Linked DNA regions of Anser cygnoides: region 2 is linked to region 1. Evidence: chromatin contacts called from public Hi-C data. All regions are on one chromosome and are shown on one strand. The core of a region is the stretch at or near the end of the contact, and the rest is flanking DNA. Distances in the headings are between cores, read along the strand shown. Region 1 holds the start of NUAK2 (NUAK family kinase 2). Region 2 holds the start of RAB29 (RAB29, member RAS oncogene family).

Region 1 (4,605 bases), core at 1,589-4,088:
GATGTGGGTTGCAGAGGTGGCCTGTGCTGTAATCATTACATTTGATAGGTCATAAATTACTTTTCCAAAGGCTCCCATTGCTGTTTAATGTGTTTCCCTTCTTCTGCTGATGGATGGGGCACCCAGTGGGGAAGATCAGAGCAAAAACCGCTTCCTCTGTGTTTTCAGGGGCAGAATGGGTTTCACACCTGCCTGAGCACTACCCAGCAGAGGGTGAGGAATGCTGCCAGCCTGGAAGACCGTTAAGCAGAGGTGATCATTTGCCTCTTTGTCATCTTTGGCATCTTAATGCCTGGCAGGACCCTTCCTTTCCCTTTTGGTGGGCTTGCTGCCATAAGCGTGTCTTCTGGGGCATGTTTGTTCCCTTAGCAGCTCACAGAGGTGAGCAGAGCCTGTGCACACCAAGCCCAATGGCAGAGACACAGGTTTGGACCACGACACGGATGCTTTTAGTATAGAGGTAACACTGCCGCATTGATTTAAAATTAAAAAATAACAATACAAAAATAGGAGGCTGGAGGTGAATAAAGCTTCCGTCCTTACAAAGCATCGCGCTGATCAGACTAGCTTTGAGGAGGTTTCCCTGACACAGAGCCAAATCCCCTGTTGACTTTCACGTTGGTGTTAGCAGACACTTGGTTACAAAGGGCTGCTGCTGTAGAAACCACCTTTAGGATGGCTGCAGCTGGGGGCAGGGGGGTTTCTGTGGGTTTCCCCGCTGCTGAGGAAGCAGCGCTACCACTACCACTGACTGCTGCAATACAGGATCCTTATCAGTGGATTCCAGCAGACTTAGATCTGTGTCCCTTGACATTTCCATTAAAAAAGGCTTCCTGAGGTAGTCTGGAACAAAAGCATACCTAAGCTTACGTGTCAGTGACTGCACAGAAAATCGCGGAGAAGAATTCCTCTGGTAGAAACAGAAAGAGAAGCAAGCCCGACACTTCGTTTCCTTTCATCACAGGGAAAAGCCTCTGGAAGGCATCCTTATAAATCAAGAAGAGCAATAAACATGTGCTTAAAGCTAAATGCGTGCTCGAGTGCTTCTTGGGCCGGTGGGCTCAACCCCGAGCAATCCCGCAGCCGCCGGGGGATCGCTCCGTAGGCAGAGGCGTGGGCTGGCCGCGTCCGGGAGCCACGGCAGCTTTCATCTCAGCCAAGGGAAATCGCCTGCCTTGCTGCGATCAGGAGGCCTGCTCCTTCCCCTTCCACTCTCCTGCAATCTCCAGGCTGTGCCTGAACAGGATCCTATCTGTTTACTTTGACATTGAAATTACTGCAGTTTAGTTAATCTCTTCTACGCCTTGTTTATCTTCCCTATGGGCCCTGCTCGCTACCTTCAGATTGAAAAGCAGCTCCTGTTACCACACACTAAATAATTCAGTAGTGCAACCCTGCTGCGCTATCTCAGGACATCCCCCCAGCCCCCGTGCCGTGCGAGACAACTGATGGTAAAGCAGGAAGCCAGGTTTGCCCACGGGTTGCTGTGTGGGGCAGGTTCGTGGTGGAGAGGATGCAGGGCCAGCACGAATCTGCAAAACGTTGGTTATCCCCGAAGTCTTGTGCAGAACAGAGGCAGAACAGAGGCTCCACACAGCCACAAGACACAAGATCCCTCCGTGTCCTAACTCTGCCTCGATGGTATCTAACCTGGAGCCCGCTGAGTGCCGAGGCTGATCCCTGGCGGGGATGAGCAGGAGCCCGGTGCGCGGCTGTGTCCCACAACCTGGGCTCCAGCCGTGCCGCAGGACGGGTGTGCTCAGCAGGACATTCGTAACCTCAGCCCTCTGATACCCAGACTGCGAGAGCAGCCGGGGGCACAGGACCTCTGCCTGGGTCTCATCCTGACGTCGACGAGGCACGGCCGCTATGTCTGTGCTCGGGGGCCCACAGCCTGCAGCAGGGGGCCGGGGCTGGGCGCGCTCATCCCCTCGCTGCACGCTCTGCAGCATCTCTCTGCCTCACCCCGTCTGCCCCGAGCCGCTGGAAGCGGTGGGAAAATCCAGGTCGGAGCGCGGGGCTGAGTAATGCTGCAGTTATCTGCCTCTTTGATCAATACGGTGTGTCCTCACACATGCCAGAGCCGGGCAAGAGCTTTTGTTTTGGCTGCTTTGGGAAATAATTGCATTCTTTTAATATCTCCAAACAAAGATTTACCACAGGGGCGAGAAGACCGCACGGGAAGGTGCTGCAGAGTTAACCAGAAACGTCCGCGAAATGGGTTCGTGCGGGAGCACCGGGGCAGCAGGCGGCCGTGTCCCCCATTTATTTATTTTTATTTTTATTTTTGCAGAGAGTCCTGGGTGCGCTGGGGCTCCTTGCAGCAAACCCGTGGGCATGTGTCTGTCTGTCCGTCCGCCCGTCCGTCCCCGTGTCCCCGCACCCCCCGGTGCGAACCCCCCAGGCTTTGCCCCGCACCCTCCCTGCGCCCCCTTGGCCCTCCTTTGTGTGCGAGCACCTCCCCGCAGCACCTTCCCCAAAACCTCCATCCCCAGCCCTCAGCACCCCCCTTTTACCCCCCCCCCTGCAATGCAGGACCCCCTTCGCACCCCTCCCGCATTAACCCCCCTCTTTACTCCCTTTACAACCCTCCCGGGGGGGGGGGGGCTGCCTCTGCTCCCCCCTCCCCAAATCCAACCCCCCCCACCTTACAGCTGCTCCCCCCAGCTCCGGGGCCCCCCTTACGCCCCAGCCCTGCCGGGATCCCCCCCCTACCCCCCAAATTTCTCGCCTCCCGCCCCCTTTCCGCACCGGGGGCCGGGCGGGGCGGGCGGGAGGGCGGCCAATGGGCGCGGGGGGGGCGCGGCCGGCGGGGCGGCCCCGCATTTAGCGGCCGGGCCGGGCCGGGCCGGGCCGAGCCGTGCCGGGAGCTCGGCATGGAGCGGGCGGCGGGGCCGGGGGGCGCCCCGCAGCCGGGGGGGCTCGGCGGGTCGCCGGCGCCCAAGAAGCAGGCGGTGAAGCGGCACCACCACAAGCACAACCTCAAGCACCGCTACGAGTTCCTGGAGACGCTGGGGAAAGGCACCTACGGCAAGGTGAAGAAGGCTCGGGAGCGCTCCGGCAAGCTGGTAAGAGCTGCTCCTGTCACCCCACACCTTGCCAGCCCCCATCCCGAGCAGCCCCCGCGTTCCCCCCTCAGAGCATCCTCCCCCCAGCCAGCCCCGGCTCTCCCCTGCTGACACCCGGGGGGCAGCGGTGGTGCAGCCCCCCCTTGGCCCGCAGAGGGGACAGGAGCCCCCCAAGGGTGCTGGGGGCAGCCCCCAGGGACCTCGCTCCCCCCCTTCTCTTCCTCTCCTTCCTCCTCCTCCTGCAGCCCCTCGCCCACTTGACCGGGGCGCTGAGAGGGGCCACGGGCAGACGGCGGTGAAGAGCAAACACTGCTCTCGAGTCTCAAGGGCTTTTCCCTTCCTCTTGCCCTGGTTTTGGGGTGATGATGTGATGTGTTGACTCTCTGCAGTGGTGCGTGAGCGGAGCCCCCAGGTCTGCGTGGAAGCGGGACTTGCAGAACCCCCCCCTTGGGAGCCCCCCAAATCCGCCCTTTGGTGCCCCAAAGCAGGGGGCTGGGGGCTGGAGCGAGCTGGGGAGCGCTGCCCTGCAAAAGCGGGGTGCTGCTGGGTTTGGCAGCCCTGGCCTTGCGCAGGCTGCAGGTGTTCAAAGGGCAAACCTGGCGGTGATTTCCCTGCCCCAGCTCAGCCCTGAGCACCCTGCACTGCAGGACGAGACCTGGGAAAGGCACTCGCCCCCCAGCCCAACTCTCGTGGCAGCAGTGAGGGCCCCCCGAGATGCTCTGAGCACAAAAGGGATGCGAGCTTGGATCACTAGCGTGCCACCGAGGCATGTCGAGGAAAACAACTGTAAATCAGAGAGGTTTTCATGTAACGCAACAGCTCTTAATTAAATCAGGCTTGCTGTTTTTCCATTAGCCTATCTGATTCTGAAGGCGCTGCTATTTTGCTGCATAATCAGGGCCTTGAAATGCGGCTCCCACCCACTGACCTGGGAGGATCCCTTCCTTTGGGATGGGTGAGAAGTCTTGGCTTTCCCTTTCTGTCCCTAACTAACAAAACTTGTGTGGGGAATCTTTGAACTGCCAGAGCTCACCTATCTGCGGAAGCCCCTTAGGACAGGGACTTGTTTGTCTGGTACCATAAGTCCATTATGATGCAAATTAAATACACAGACCAATGCCTCTTCAATAAATTCCAAAGATAGTCAAGGGCTTGACTAACTAGTACTGCAGCAAGCTGGCCGTGTAGGAACAGGAGGCTTAACCACAAATCTCTCCTCTTCCCACAAATTCTTTCTTGCACCACTCAGCATTTCCGGACCTGTTTAATCTTCAAGCTTATCCCGAGCCGGGTCATTATTTGCTCCTTCTCTAAGTGGCTTTCACTTCCTAAACAGCGAGGTGCGAGGGCAGGTACTGCTGCCTCCTGCCAGCCCTCGTGGGCTGCGCAGGTCCCACGTTACCAGCTGGGGCTGCGAAGCTGGAGCTGCTCCACGCGTGGCTTTGGCCTCTGGCCGATCAGGAGCTGCCTCTGTCAGATACACTGAATATTGAACCGTCTCATTATACTGCCTAGCTGTCTTTTTTTTTTCCTTTTT
Region 2 (5,297 bases), core at 934-3,433, 260 kb before region 1:
TTCTAGATAAGGAACAGTGCAGTAACGGCACGTCCCAGCCCAGAGCTCTGCTTGCAGAGTTGGTTCTTCCTCTGGAGACAAGCGTGCTGGAAAGGGAGCTCAGGGTTAGTGAGTGGGAAGCCAGTGCTGCAAAGCCCCAGAAGCAGCAGTATCTAAACCAAACGCAGTCAGGCTCTTGTGCACTCTAGAGAGATTGCTGAGGGACCACTCTTAGTAGAAGAATCCTTTTGTGCTTCAGTGTGTGAGCACAGAGTTCTCCCCTCTCTACCTTAGCTGTTTGCAGTGGTCAGCAGGCAGAGAGCCGGTCCTTGCCCCGTCAGGCTGCCCGCTCTCAGACCCTAAGAAGAGCAGGCGATAGATTTTTGAAAGATTAGGAAGATTCCCCTTTCTACCTTGCTGATGTAGGGCTTGCTTTCCCCTTCTCCATCTTTGCAGCATATCGCTTGTGGCAGTAGCTCTGAACCTCGTGCTCTTCACCCTAGTGACTTGGCTTCTCACAGGTCTAATTTGGCCACGGCTCTGTTTAAAAAACAAACAGAAAAACACCAAACAACAAAAATCTCACACCCACGTACGGAAGTCTCAGCCCAGGGACTTCTGGAGTACCCTCTGCTGCTCACCTGATTTCTCTGCCTAATGTTGAGGAATAGATATGAGATTTCCTTCCATTAACATGTAAGCTTTTACATATATATATATAATATATGAAACTCTGCCGGTCTTTTGTGTGTCACATCGCTATTTAGTTCCCCAAGAAAGGATTTGTGCCCGAGGAAGAATCTGCTGCTCGTGGTCTCCTGTAAGATGCAGAGACCTGGAGGTGATGAAGAGCTGTCATGCTGCTGGGATTGGTGGTGCCTGTAAAATTCAATAAGGTGGGGTGAATAGATCAGGGAAGAATCTAACTTAAAATTTCAGAATGTTGATGGACGAAATCTCTTCCCACCAGTTGCACTCAAATGCATGCCTACTATACAGCTGACTGCAAATGAAAAATCCTGGTTTACTCTTTTTATTAAAGGAAAAAGACTGTCTTAATTATTTATAGTTCCTATAACTGAATTGACAGATGTCAACGTAACTGATAAATTATATTTCGTTAAATAAAGATGACATTTATTTATGTGCACTGTGGTGTCTTCTCTTCATGAGCCTCTTTCCAAGGCTGAAAGTTTCTCTTGTGTTTTGCAGCTTGTTCTAGCTTATCCTGGAGGCCTTGGGGTAGGCGGTGCAGGGAGAGTTAAGAAAATAAAACGAATTGTTGTGTGTTAGGCAAAACACCATTAGTCAAAGTGACAGGTTAGCGGGCGGGCTTCTGCCCTGCCTGTGGTGGGGTCCAGGCAGCTGCGTGCGAGCTCTTGGCAGGAACGGCGGCTGTTTGCTCTTCGGCCTCTCGCTGTGTACAAAAGCCCTTCCCTGGCTCCGCAGGCTCGGCCTCTGGTCCCTGGGGGCTCCTTGCCTGCGTCTTGGTTAAGGCGAGCAGGACACGGGGCTTCTGTGCGATTTGGGGGTGTGTTAAGCTTCCCCTGGCTCTGGGGGAGCTGGTGGCCCTCAGAGGGCTCCGTGTTCCCCCCAGGTGTGGGATTTGCTCCCTGTTGGCATGGGGTGATTCCCCTGGGGGGCTGTGCCTGGCCGGGGCTGTGCCTGGCCAGGGCTGTGCTGGGGTGCTGTGGCCTGGGCTCTGCTGCCCCCCTGCTTCCCCATGCCCCAAATACCAGGGTATTCGGGCATGGGGCGGCCGCCTGGGGCTCCCTGGGGGGGGACGGATTCTTTTCCTGCTTAGCTTGCGGGGCGGAAAGCAGTGGGGGATCTCTGCGGCTTCCTGAGGGGGGGAAGCGGGGGCATGGGGCTCAGCAGTGCGGGGTGTGGGGGAACGGCTCAGAGCTGCGCCAGGGCAGCCTCAGCCTGCGCAGCCGGCAGCATTTCTTCATTGTGAGGGGGGTCGGGTGCTGGTGGCTGCTGTCAGCCCCCCGCCTCGTTAACAGATGGAGCCCTCATTAAAATGCTTTAACTGGCTGGCCCCAAAGCGCTCAGGCCCTTGGCTGATCTCCGAGGGTCCCTTCGGGGCTGTTCCGCTGCGGGGAGGACCCTTGGGGCGTTCAGTCCCAGAGGGAGAAGCAGCCGCAGGCCTGCGTGGTGGCGAGGCCGGGTGCCACGGACTACAGGTCCCGGCAGCCCTGCGGCCGGTGGCGGTTCCGCCGCCGCCACCTGACCCTCACATGATCGCAGCGGGCGGCTGCGGGGCCGGGATGGGGCACCGCGACCGCATGTTCAAGGTGCTGGTGGTGGGGGACGCCACGGTGGGGAAGACGTCGCTGGTGCAGCGCTACGCCAACGACAGCTTCAACCGGCACTACAAGTCCACCGTGGGAGGTGAGCCCCGGGGGCCCGCAGCCAGGAGCCGGCACCCTGGGGTCGGGGGCTGAGGCGGCAGCAGACAGGGAGAGCCCCGCGGCCTCCCTGCGGCCTCCCTGCAGCCTCCTGCCTGGTCCAACACGGAGCTTTGCCCTCTGTAAAGCGCGGTGGGGCCCTCGCTGAATGCGTCCTGTGTTTGTCTCCGGGCCCCCGGCCGCAGGGAGGACGCTGAGGTGCTGGGACGCGGTCAGAGAGGAGAAACGAGAGAAGCTGCTGGGAAATGGGGAGCGGGGCTGAGGGGCTGGGGGTGTTTGGTCCGGAGGCTGAGGGCAGAGCACGCCACTCCTACAGCTGCCTGCAGGGAGGCTGCAGCGAGGAGGGGATGGACTCTTTTCTCAGGTGACAGGAAATAGGACACGAGGTAATGTCCTCAGGTTGTGCCAGGGGAGGTTTAGTGTGGATGTCAGAGAATTTCCTTGCAGAAGGGCACCGGGATGGGCTGCCCGGGGTGCTGCTGGCACCCCCATCCCGGAGGGTGTTTCAGGGGTGCGTGGACGTGGCACCAAGGGACGCAGCTTAGTGGTGGACCCGGTACTGTCAGGTGATGGTTGCACTTGAGGATTTTTAAGGCTCTTTTCCAGCCTAAAAGATTCTGCGACTATCACGTTTGTTTCTATTCAGCATCCCTTGCTGGTAGGCTGTAGTGGGAAGCTCGCCCCTCTCCATCCCTGCAGACATGGGAACCCTGCAAGGACGTGTGACACAAAAACTGCCCCTCCGTAGTCACCGCGTTTTGCAGCAGAGGTACAAAACACCGCATTTTGCAGCAGGGCTCAGCCGCAGCTTCTGCTGTGCTCCCGCTGCCTGCAGCGACCTGTGGCACCCCCGCGGTCCGGCCGTGCAGGCTCGGGGTCCCCGTCCCGCCTGCCCCAGGAGCAGCCGCCCCAAACACCCAGCCTGCGATTGCTGCCTCGGCTCCTCAGCAGCTTGTTTCAGCTTATTGAGCAGCACGAAGTCACTGCTCTGAGGTGGAGCGCCTGGGAAGACGATGGGGGAAACACCAGCTTTGTAACAAGGAGGCTGGGAACAAGATGAAATAGTTCTTTAACATGAACGTAAATTAGTAACCTACAAGGAGCAGGTGCTGGGGCTCTACCCGGTGAACCTCTCTGAGGACCCAGACTAGTGGGGGCTGTTTAAAATTTATTCATTAATCCAGAGGGGATTAATTAGTCAGAAGCTGAAAACACCGGAGAGCCACAGCCCAGTGGGGCAGCAAATTGCAAAGTGCTTGGGGTCGCGCCTGCGCTCCCAGCAGTAAGAGCTGCAGGATTTTTTATTTCTGCTTTTTTTTTAATGAGGTCCGAGCTTCAAAAAGTTCCAGGCCTGCTGAGCATGGAAGGCAGCACTGCTGGGCAGTTTCCTCCTGCAGTGAAAACCTGATGCATCATAATCTGAGCAAAATGCAGTGGTTTCCCTTTCTGCCCTCTGTGTTTGTTAAGGATGAGCTGCAGGTCGCGGTGAGCAGCACAGGGAAGGAGACCCCGGGCTCCACGTACCTACCAGTGGCTGAATGGTTTAGGCAGTGCAGAAAAAAACACAGACAACTGCCACAAATTCAGCATTTTATTGGCATTTTTTCTGAGTTTCCTGTAGTATTAGGAATTTTAAAAGGGAGCACAGCGCATGGTTGCTCTGATCCTTTCACTTCAAACTCCCGCTGGTGCGGGTGCTGGTCCGGTGCGAGCTGCTACAACCGGGACAGCGGCACTGGGAGGTGGTGAGGGGCTGTGCAGGAACGAGCCCTGCGGTGCAGAATGCCCCTAATAATGTTTCCTTTCTTTTGGGGGGTTCTCCAGTGGATTTTGCTCTGAAGGTGGTCCAGTGGTCAGAGTCGGAGACAGTGCGACTTCAGCTCTGGGACATTGCAGGTACGTCACGCGAACCACGAAGCTGTTCAGGAGTAAATGTAAAGCTCTTGAGTGCTTGGCTTTTTTATTTATTGTTATTAGTATTATTTTCCTCCAGTAGGAGTCTGTTGCAAACATAAATCCTAAAAGCCTGAGGGTTCAAGGGACAGGACTGTCCTGGTTTGCAGTGCTGTCTCTAGTTTGCAGCAGTACTTTTAATATTTAATCAAAAACTCATCTGCAAAGAACGCAGAAGCACGGACGATAAATTCTATCAAACCTTTCTTTTTGATTGCAAAGGCACAGCAGATGAATGGGGAGAGAAGCTGATCTGTAACTGGGTGTATAACCTCCCAGCTCTGAGCCTGGTGTGCAAATTCTGATTTCTGGCACGGCAGCCAGGCCCGATGCCTGCGTCTCAGCGTGTGTAACCCCACTGAAGTCTCTCCGGTCTGGCTGCCGGGACCAGAGGGGCCCGGGCCGTCGCTCCCTGGCTGCTCAGTGACCTGTGCGAGCAGGGCTGGGGGTTTCCTTGGGAACAGGCGTCCACCCTGGAGTGGAGCGGCAGAGGCCAGCGGGCAGCGGGCATGGAAACAGGACGCCGCGCTGTGCTGAGCCGTGCCGAGCTGGGGTGGCGGGCCTGGGTCAGCAGGGGGGCACCTTTGGGGGGTCTTTGGGGAGAGCCGGCCGTGCAGCCCGCTCAGCCGTCCTCAGCTGCCCTAGTGCCAGAGGGCAAAGGCCAGGTCGGTGCCGTAGCGGCTCTAAAATGGCACCTCTGGATGCAGGGCAGCGAGGAAAACGGGGCTGTGGGTGCCTCCGTTTTCACCGTTCAGGCGTGCGCGCCTGGAATCTCTAAAAAGAAAACAGGAAGGAGAAGTTTGCTGCAAGAGGATTGCAGCAAGAAACTGATTTCGATTTCAGTCCTCAAAAGACGTTTAAGATTTGGAAGGCAGCGCGGCTGCCCTTATCCAGGGGGTGCGCATCCAGGGGATGCGAAATTTAATTTAAGTTGTTACACTGGGAGTCAGGCAA

The links. Hi-C and Micro-C count contacts between places; a contact is called where the count stands out from the background.
Region 2: a Hi-C map of liver shows a contact between it and region 1, with 2.0 times the contacts expected there. The contact joins the promoter of RAB29 here to the promoter of NUAK2 in region 1. A contact is called at or near these places in 2 of 7 Hi-C or Micro-C datasets (both in liver).

Annotation. Positions count from the first base shown.
Region 1 is chr25:4,341,997-4,346,601 of Taihu_goose_T2T_genome, reverse strand. NUAK2 (NUAK family kinase 2) reads left to right here and starts at 2,838. Exons shown (of 7, transcript XM_066982993.1): 1 at 2,838-3,068. The coding sequence starts at 2,877.
Region 2 is chr25:4,599,435-4,604,731 of Taihu_goose_T2T_genome, reverse strand. RAB29 (RAB29, member RAS oncogene family) reads left to right here and starts at 2,183. Exons shown (of 5, transcript XM_048070912.2): 1 at 2,183-2,373; 2 at 4,215-4,286. The coding sequence starts at 2,220. SLC41A1 (solute carrier family 41 member 1) reads left to right here. Exons shown (of 12, transcript XM_048070911.2): 12 at 1-1,129.